Regions from separate parts of the Mus musculus genome. Here region 1 is linked to region 2. Evidence: chromatin contacts called from public HiChIP or PLAC-seq data. All regions are on one chromosome and are shown on one strand. Each heading gives the region's core, a stretch centred on a gene start, on an enhancer-like site or on the middle of the called end of the contact. The rest is flanking DNA. Distances are from core to core; before and after follow the strand shown.

What was found. HiChIP or PLAC-seq counts read pairs in DNA pulled down with a chosen protein or histone mark.
Region 1: a contact with region 2 is called in a RAD21 HiChIP or PLAC-seq map of pro-B cells, with 5 times the contacts expected there. The contact joins two enhancer-like sites. A contact is called at or near these places in 1 of 15 datasets of contacts at CTCF or cohesin (pro-B cells), 2 of 484 Hi-C or Micro-C datasets (nephron progenitors and uterus), 1 of 115 datasets of contacts at active chromatin or transcription factors (large pre-B cells) and 1 of 9 other capture datasets (embryonic stem cells).

The regions. Positions count from the first base shown.
Region 1 is chr13:83,647,546-83,651,997 of GRCm38.p6, reverse strand. The region is part of intron 6 of Mef2c (myocyte enhancer factor 2C); the gene reads right to left. It overlaps Gm52044 (a long non-coding RNA gene), which reads left to right. Exons shown (of 3, transcript XR_003950630.1): 3 at 1-4,452. Among named protein-coding and RNA genes, the nearest start is that of Gm52044, 13 kb to the left of the region's middle. Within about 2 kb of position 1,982, at least 70 of the 459 cell types and tissues checked have an H3K27ac peak or open chromatin away from gene starts, as enhancers often do. A contact at or near this core is called in pro-B cells, where this site is marked.
Region 2 is chr13:83,266,880-83,271,887 of GRCm38.p6, reverse strand. No RefSeq gene overlaps it. Among named protein-coding and RNA genes, the nearest start is that of Gm33217, 87 kb to the left of the region's middle. Within about 2 kb of position 3,002, at least 7 of the 459 cell types and tissues checked have an H3K27ac peak or open chromatin away from gene starts, as enhancers often do. A contact at or near this core is called in pro-B cells, where this site is marked.

The DNA.
Region 1 (4,452 bases), core at 733-3,232, 380 kb before region 2:
CTACTAACAAAGTAGGTATTTGAAAGCCTCTGTTTTCCACTTTTAAAACGCACTACCCTCACTGATAGGAGCAGCTGAGGCGTTGGTTGGAAAGGCATCTTGAAGTGGAGTAGGAGCCAACCTGGGAAGCTATCTGTTGGTTTCCTGAGGGATAATAGGAGAAACCCACTGCTGGATTCAATAATGCTTCCTAGAAAACTAGCCAGTCGTCTTCCAAGTACCATTAAAGGAGATGGTTAATTTTATTGTTATATTCATTATTACCATCATTATAAAACACAACTATCTATTACTCTTAGAAGAAGGAGACCATGTGCTTCTCAGCAGGAAGGCAAAGGCAGCCTTGGAGGGCTCTGAGATTTCTTTGCAGTTAAGCAATGCACACTTATGGAACATGTACAAACAAAAAAAAAAAAACCAAGGGCAAAACGGTTGTAGAATAATATAGATTATATGTTATTCAATATCTATGGGAGAAGAGATTACCTAATGCAAGTTTAGGAAGAGGTAGGAACTAATGTGTATTTCAACAAATGAGAAGAAGAGGTAAGTTAGGCAGCTGACTTCGGTAACTGGGTAAGAGGCAGGCTGAGGGAGGATTTTACCCAGCATCTTTAAGAAAACTGGGAGGGATCTGCTTACAAAGGAGCCAGTGAAAACAGGGTTCTCTTCGTAGGTGCTCTTTGGAGAAGATGGTCAGTGGGGACTTCCAATTTTATGATGATATGTTAGAAGTAGAGACTACCCAGTTTCAGAACAGTGATAGAAACTGGTCCCTGAATGGTTAGACATCTGCAACACTGGAAAGGGTGGTCTTGGAAAAGCCTATGTGTATGGATCTTTCTTGAGTCTATGGCAATAGCTTCAGAAAGAAAACAAGGAGTTGGGAGGGGAACGCACAAGCATGTTTCAAAGAGATACTTACAGAAATGTTTTGCTATGCCAATACTAATTGTATGAAGTCATGGTTTCATTATGACATGCTCGCACACTTACACAATGCACTTCAATATATTCACCTTCTCTTGTTCCTTCTACCCCACGTTGGCTCCTTTCTTCCCAAACTGTCCCACTGGGGACTCTCTGAATTAAAATATATTTGGGTCATGTGGTCCAAAACACACTTATTCTTCATATCCAATTCATTTACCTGCTTTGTTTCATGAATAAATGAATAGGCTGAATATATAAAAACTCGCAAGGTTCAATCTTGCAACTGGATCATGGTAAAAATTAACAAGTATCTTGAGGCAAAATGAAAATAAAACAAATGAAACATCCCCAAAACAAGTGCCAACTACAAAGTCGTTGTTTAAGAAATTTGCACCGAATTTGAATACAAATTAGTCTTCTATAATAAAACATCAAGAAAAGTTGCTAAATTATAGCTAGGAAAATATGTCAAACCCCAAATTATCTGTTACAGTTAATTTGGACAGTGTTTGATGGTAAAAGTTCTTACTTGAAACAATACATTTACCCTTTCTCACTAAAAGAAATATAAACAAATCGTACTCTGTAAGAAAGATAATGGGTGAGTTAGGCTGCACAGAGGAGTTCTGTGTTTAATGGGTCTCCTTGGAACGTTATTTTGTGTTAGGGCCTTTAACAGAATTGTAGAGTCCCTACACGAAAAGGAAAGGAGGAGACCAAGATATCTGCAGCATGCATTCCTGCCTGCTGAAGTTTGAGTGCGCGCGCGCGCACACACACACACACACACACACACACAGACACACACACACACACACACACACACACACACACACAGACACACATCACAAACATGTTAACCCTCTGTGAGATCTGGTTTAAATAAACAATCAAATGGAAAGTTAGCCAAGTAATTTCAAAAGAAGAAGAAGAAGAAATGTCAGTTAAGCAGGGCAGTGAAGCCTGAAAGGATGAGAAACTAAAATCCTGCCTGGGTAGATGCTGGTGCTGGTTTGCATGGAGCAGTAATTCTGCTAAAAGGAAGTAAAACCACTTCACGACATGTGCTGTCCTAAGATAGGACAAGCACGGGGCCAGTGTGAGAAAGTGGAGAGCTTCACAGAGGCTGTGCAAAAAAAAAGTCTCTTCAAAAACATTTTCTATGGTAAACTCAGAGACAGTCCAAAAAAAGCCCCAGTCTTTCTGCCCACATTTTAAAACAGCGCTTTGGAGCGGCAGTGAGCAGGGGAAAAGGAAGCACACATACGTGGTTTTCCACTCAGTAAACACCTCAGAAGCAAAAAATGGAATCAAAAGCATTCTATGTCTCTCTTGAAATATGTGCTGCTATTTGGAAATTACACCATTTTAGAAGATTAGTTCCATAGTTTTAAGGTGTCATGTACATGTTAACCCTGTGTGAGATCTGGTTTAAATAAACAATCAAATGGAAAATTAGCCAAGTAATTTCAAAAGAAGAAGGATAAATGGCAGTTAAGCATGACATTTTTACACTTATATTTTCGGAGCATAAAATTATTTTTTATGAACAAATAAATGCTATTTTTTATGAGTGAATTTCTGCTATTTTTAGAATATTGTGCCAGCTAGCATTTTGGAGAAGTATAATAACCATTTCTGTTTCCAGCCACCAAATTGTTATTCTTTTGGCATAATATAGATTCAGGAATGTGAGACTGTGGACCCTAGACCAGTGATATTGAAACCTATCATTTGGAAGTCAATGATGAATGCATGTGTGTGGCTCATTGCTAAGAAGAGCCTGCATTTAAGTTGGCTGGGAAACCGCAGCCTCCTTTTCGCTCAGAATGCTTTGGCCTGTGTGGAGGCTGAGGGCCCACCTTAAGATAAATTCACCAGAGAGCATGGCCACACTTAACTTCAGGGACCCAGGAGGTGGGAAACACCACCTCTCGACAACCTTCTAATATACAGATTCAACTTTCTTGATGCTATGTTTCAAAATTATACTCTACTGGGACAATTATCAATTTAGACGTGACCGTATGCAGATGTCACATTCTTCTGACCACTTGAAAGGACAAAAATTATAACGTATGGTAAATGGATTTCCTGATTATACATTATAGGAAAATGAGGTACAGAGTGACTTTAGAGTTCAATGAAGCTTTTATAGTTTCATTTGATTAAAAATATTGTTTCTTATGAACCAATTTAGGCTTTTATGATGTAGTCACGTGAAGGATAACAGATTCTACCTCTGCTCCTACAAGTGTCTAATAAACAATGAAAGCAGTGTAAATAGTCAAGATTTCAAATATAGTGGTAATTTTTCCCCACAGTTAACTTAAAAGCACTTTTCTGCCTTTTCTACTTCATTTGATTTTACTCACTCCTACTTTAGGAAGCTGTAAATTTAGAGAACACCCTCCTGGCTGCAAACGTTATGAGGCAGGTTCTTGGCTTTGTTGCACAGTGCTCTGTTGAGCATGCTCTCCTCTGAGCCCATAGGGCCACAACTTTCTTGGACGCTTAGGCATTAGGAGCCTTGTCATTTATTCTTTGCTTGTTTTAACTTTCAATTATAAATAAAAGCACATAATATTTATAAGCACAAAGCTGAAGCTAATATTTGGGCTTGTTAATTCTTGCTCTCTTCCTTCCATCTCTATATTCTACAAGATACCAAATCTTGTCCAAATTTCTTATGAAAAAAAGGCTGCTTGCATTTTTTATTTTTAACCTTTTTTTTTTCTGTAGGCTTCAATCCCCATTTGACCAAGTCTTTCAAAGTCCTTCAACCATTCCTTATTTTCTGTTTGAAGGACTTCTCTCCATATCCTAAATTCAGCTCCGGTAAAGTCTGAGCTGTATGCAAGCTTCTTTGTACATGTGTGATGTTAGCTAGCACACTTGGGGACATCATTGTGTCTAGTTCTGATTCTCCAAGTACTGTTCAACACAGCTGAATCAGTATACCTGCCTGTCTCTCATGGCTTTCTATAGTCGACTCATGATGTCTAACCTAATTTCCAATGGCCTCCATCAGTCTCACATCCTCTGAACATGCCTGAGTCTTTGCTCTGTTAATTCAAGGACTGGCAGTGTTCACTCTCCTGTTTCATTCAAATTTGTCTTTTAAGGAGAAGCTACAGTGGCAACTGTTTCATGGTGCTTTTCAGATAACTTCTGTCTATATTGCACTAACCCTACTCCAAATTTCTGCTGCAATTAGAGGCAGTGATACTACGTGGTGGGTCATTTGTGTAACATTTCATATATTGGAGAAACATGCAAAGTAAGCTAGAGGGTTAGGAGTTGCTCAGAAATGGCACCAACAAGTAAGTTACTAGGGAACAGGAAGTAACAACTGAAGATGCAATAAATGACTTGTTAAACTTAGTCACTGAGGGTCTCTCCTCGTTACGCTACTTGTGAAATTTTTCTATTTGGATCATCATTATACTTTGGTGGCCAACTGTACCAATAAAACAAGCTAACAACCATATGGCATGGATTCGCAGAAGCAAGGTGACT
Region 2 (5,008 bases), core at 1,753-4,252:
ACTTGGCTTCCTGTCAAGTGATATGTTGCAGAAACTTCTTTGTGTTTGTCATCTCTTTTACTATATGTGTTCTACAAAAACGAGGTTTTTCACAGTCATCAGGTTCTGACTCTCTGCATGAGCTTCCATATTACTATGTCAATTAATTATTTTTATTATATAAATTTTAAAAGTTGAAAATGAAGTATTCATTTATTTTTGAAATCATGATTTAGTTCTAGAGAACATTTCTAGATTAATTAATTAATTAATTAATAATGATTATTAATTATTATTTAATTAATTAATTTTTCTTGCCATTTAGGTATTTGAGTTACTACAAAGTTTCTCAAAATAATGTCCAAGACTGATTTTTTTTGTTATCTTTTCACTAGAATTTCCAGCTGCCTTTTGGGCATATTCATATCTATGACAGTCCAGAAACTGGCCTTTCTGGGTAATACTTGCTCAGCATCTTTGCATCTCCTTTGTCTCTCCACCTCCTCAAGTTGTTTTCCCTGTGTAATTCTCCGTATGGTACTATTGATCTTTATGTCATCCTTCCCTGAAGGATCTCAGTCTTGTTCCTCTCCTCTTGTCTCTCCATTCCTCTAATCTCTCCTGGCTTCCATGGCCCATCAGCTGTTTCATGCTGTTAAGGCATCAATTTTGTTCCTTCCATTCCTAATCTCCCAACACCCTGGCTTCTTTGTTATAATTTTCCAAAAGGAGCAGAGCACCTTTAATATTTCCCTATGGCTTGCCATATAATGACTTCATACTTAATATTAACATACATCTAAATCCACAAAACAAAGACAAGCAAGAATAACCCCTAGCTGGCCCCCCTTTTTTCTTTCTTTCTTTCTTTCTTTCTTTCTTTCTTTCTTTCTTTCTTTCTTTCTTTCTTTCTTTCTTTCTTTCTTCCTTCCTTCCTTCCTTCCTTCCTTCCTTCCTTCCTTCCTTTCTTTCTTTCTTTCTTTCTTTCTTTCTTTCTTTCTTTCTTTCTTTCTCTCTTTCTGAATAAAGGCAAGTGATCAAATGTTACCACTCAAGATCATTTATGATCTGGTTTGTGAACTAATCTAGATTTTACTACCCATATTTTCTTTGTAGATATTCTTCAACAAGGCAAATGGCTTTTTTTCCTGGCCATGTAAGATCAAAGCATGTTCTTTAGAATGGATGACTAGTATGCTTTGACTGCAACCACTATAGTTGTTTGACACATATATACATGAGCACTTGAGATTACAAAACATACTGAGTGGTCAACTTTGATGTTATATACAGACAGGTAACACTATGCAGAGTGAGCAGGTTGTATTGAAGTATCTATAGAAACAATTGAAGAAAAAAAGAGGCCATGACTTTGAGAGAGAGTGTGTGTAGAGGATTGTCTTGGGAAACACTGTTGGTAGGAAAGAAAGGGAGCCGAGGGAAAGAATGTAATTATAATATAATTTCAAACATTAAGGTGATTATTGTAAAACCCACAAATTATGTTAAAATTGTTGCTAGATAAGCACTTTCTGATAACTGTACTCTACTCAGTCCCTGTGTATAATATGATAACAAATTGTATGCCTATAATATACCTATTATCTTATGGGTAGAAATCCTGGAGAAGTTTGGCTTTAAAATGGTTTCTTGGTTTTTGAAGTACTTGGAAACAGCTGTTTCAGGGTTCTGAAATCCTAAAAGAGTACACTTCAGTGCTGGAAAAAATAATGAGTTATTTAAGTACAGCAGATCAAAATCATATATGCATTTGTTTTGTTTTTGTTTTGTTTTTGTTTTGTTTTGCTTAAGTCATGTCTATAATGCTGACAGTTGATTACATGATGGCCTGTGTGTCCATGATCTCTACCATGGAATGGAAATAATCTACGTCTGAAAACAAACATTGTAAAGCAAATGGACAAATAAGGGGAAATAGGCTAGCCTCTTTCTGTGCTATTTAGAAATAAATGTTGACGGCAGAATTGGCATAGTCTAAGGAGCTGCTGGTCTGCACATGCAGAGCAAATAATTATTATATTAAAATTAGAGTTTTAAAAACATTTGCTTTTCATCTGGCATCAAATAAAGTTTAATTGCAAGTTGCTTTATGTCATTTTCTCTTGGGGATATGTGTTGAAGAAGATGCACAGGCAGCTCATACATACACACATCTCATTATGTCTCAGTAGGATTCTTGTTTGTGCCACATACACAGCATTGGAAGTGCATCCCTCAGTCTCTGATTTGGGCTTATACTGGGCTTTATAACACTATAATTCTTATTTTGTCGCATGGTTTTGTAGACTGTTTCAAAATTAGTTTCTAAATTGCCAAAAACAACAAACCACTCAACCCTAACCCCTCAATGCCTCTCAACAGTTTCTTTGACATATTTAAGCAAAATATTCTGTTCCCTTCAACAAAAAGTCACAAAATTTTGGGTTTGGGTTCGAATTACATTTGGCCAGCAGCTGCTTATAAAAATGAGCAGCAGACATTGCAAGAAAAAACAGATTCTATGTGGATTCTATTTCTTTCCTGGACAGCCTGTCTTGTAAATATTGGCTTTTCCCATCAACAAAAGAGAGAAACTCCTCTGTCTGTGTCTACAATTTAGAAATGGCTGTGGTAAAAATGTAAAGTGACCATACATTGACTGATATACAATTAAAAATATTGAAAAACATTGACTCATACAATTAAAAATATTGAAAAATATACTTTGTGTAGCTGTAAGAATTGTGGGTAGACATTCTCTGGAAGGTGGAAGAGAAATTGGTTGGTTTAGATTTGTTAGAATGAAAGCCTGTATTATGCATATATAATCAAGACTTTAACTTGAATATGCATGAAGAAGATCAGAAATAATGTATAATGTTGTATAATGCCATAATTTCTGGGAGAAGTAGGGTTTTTAAATTGTTGACAAGATTAGAAACATTGCACTGTATTGCCTGGATATTCTGATTACAGTTAAGACATGTCAGTGACTTCCTGTTGCTCTGAAGTTTGTTCTTAACAGCTTACAAGGCAGGGAGGATCTTTGCCTTCCCAGCTTGCCTTCTAGGTCTTTGAGGTTACTGCCTGTTCTTTAGCCTCTACCCGCTCTGGCTTCCTTTCAGTTTTTACTGTCGGTCAGAGCCTTCCACCAGCATAGCCTTATTCCCCATTAGGAGAAGGCTTTCAGTGCCTTCTTCCCCAGTATTCTGCTTCCTTTTGTCTCTTTGTTAAGTCTATCCCGCCATCATATATTAGAATCTAGAGCATCTCTTTACATTATTCTGTCTTCTTCTGTTCACATTCTCTTTGTCTATCTCTCTGAATCTCTATCTCTCTGTCTGTCTCTGTCTCTCTGTCTCTGTCTCCCTCTCTGTCTTCCTGTTTCCCCCTCTCTCTCTCCCTCTCCCTCTCTCTGACTCTGTCTCTCTCTGTCTCTCTGTCTCTCTCTCTCCCTCTCTCTCTGTTTCATTTATCAAAATTGCCCTTATCATGACTTATTTACTATATAAGTCATGTGTCTGTGCTCATTGGAGACATTTTATAGTCATGATAATAACAATAACGTGCCCGAGTCATCATAGGTACCCAAATATTTGTTGAATCTCTACAAACAAAACACCATCTATTAAACTCTTATTGTGGCATTCTCATTTCTAGATCCCGGTAAACTTAACAAAACAAGTCATTTTCTGCAAAACCTATTTTCCTTCATGTGAGGGCACAAATTACCATTAAAGGTGACTGCTATTGTATTTGTCTACCCCAGGCACAGAAGAACAATGCACGTGCATTGATGACTTATAATGTCCAATGACATGCATCGTCTATGAAAGGCAGTATATGAAAAATCAAATATTTTCCAGTTATAATTTAACTTTTCATTTTGTATAAAATAATCATAACCCCTTCTGAAGGACAGTTTTTGTCAAGGTAATTTGTCAAAAAATGGTTCTATAGCAACACTAGAAAGTGCTGCCTTTTTAATGAATAATGTCTTCACCTCTCCAGGCAGCTATATTGTGCTCAATAATCGATGGTTCAAGGGGCACTTTGCCAGCTAGAAACCAGTGATTATAACCCGAAGTGGGGCAAACACTATCAGGAAAGTCCTGTCTATCTAGTTCCCCTAAGTACTCATCTTGGTTAGTTAGCCAAGGTCATCACTTTAAAATAAATAAGTAAAGTGTGGTGGTACTAATGCAAGATCTAATCTAGTAAAGTGGATTAACTAAGGCTCTGCTCTGATTTGGGGTGGGGGGCGGCGCACATGTCCACACCACCTTGTCAGCCTTCCTTATTATTGTCTTTGTAGCTATCAGCAGGACCCTTGCATTTCTATCTTATCTCCTACCTCCTTCTCCCTCTCCTTATCCAGTTGGAACCCCTACCTAGAAGCTCTGGCCCTGGAGCTGATGGTGTGGGAGTGAGTGGCTGCCTTTTGAAACCATCTGGATGCACTCAGAACAGAACAGCAGCATGGTGCCTTTCTCACTTTGGAGGAAGTTCTTGGAAACAAAGTTTCTCATTCTCAGGTTATTGTCAGTTCCTCATGTTATCAAATGTGACAATCAGAGACATAGAAACAAGACTGTCAAAATATTTGGAGAAATAAAGCAGCCCTGCAAGGCAGCCCTGCTGACTAGTACTGCTAATAAACCTTGGAGTATTTTATTTCCTATTGTAACTAGTAGAACCTTTCTAAACAGTAAAGTAAAATGGACTGTTATTATTTCACACTGTCAAGATGAAACAGTTTTTTTTTTAATTGTCTGAACTACTTTTTATATTTCTTTGTTTGTAACGAATGGTAAGAGTGTTGCTTGTATGTTAGAAAACTCTAAGATGGCCACTGCCATCTAAATTCGAACTCTGGCTCACTTCCAGTGTGGGGAGTGTCCAAACCCTTTTTTTTAATAACAATAATAAGAAATGCAAACCTAAAACAGTTTTGGTCTTGAGTTTGCATTCCATCCATCTTCTTTGAAATGCTACAACATCTGGTTTTAGGGGAAAAAATCAAGTTCAA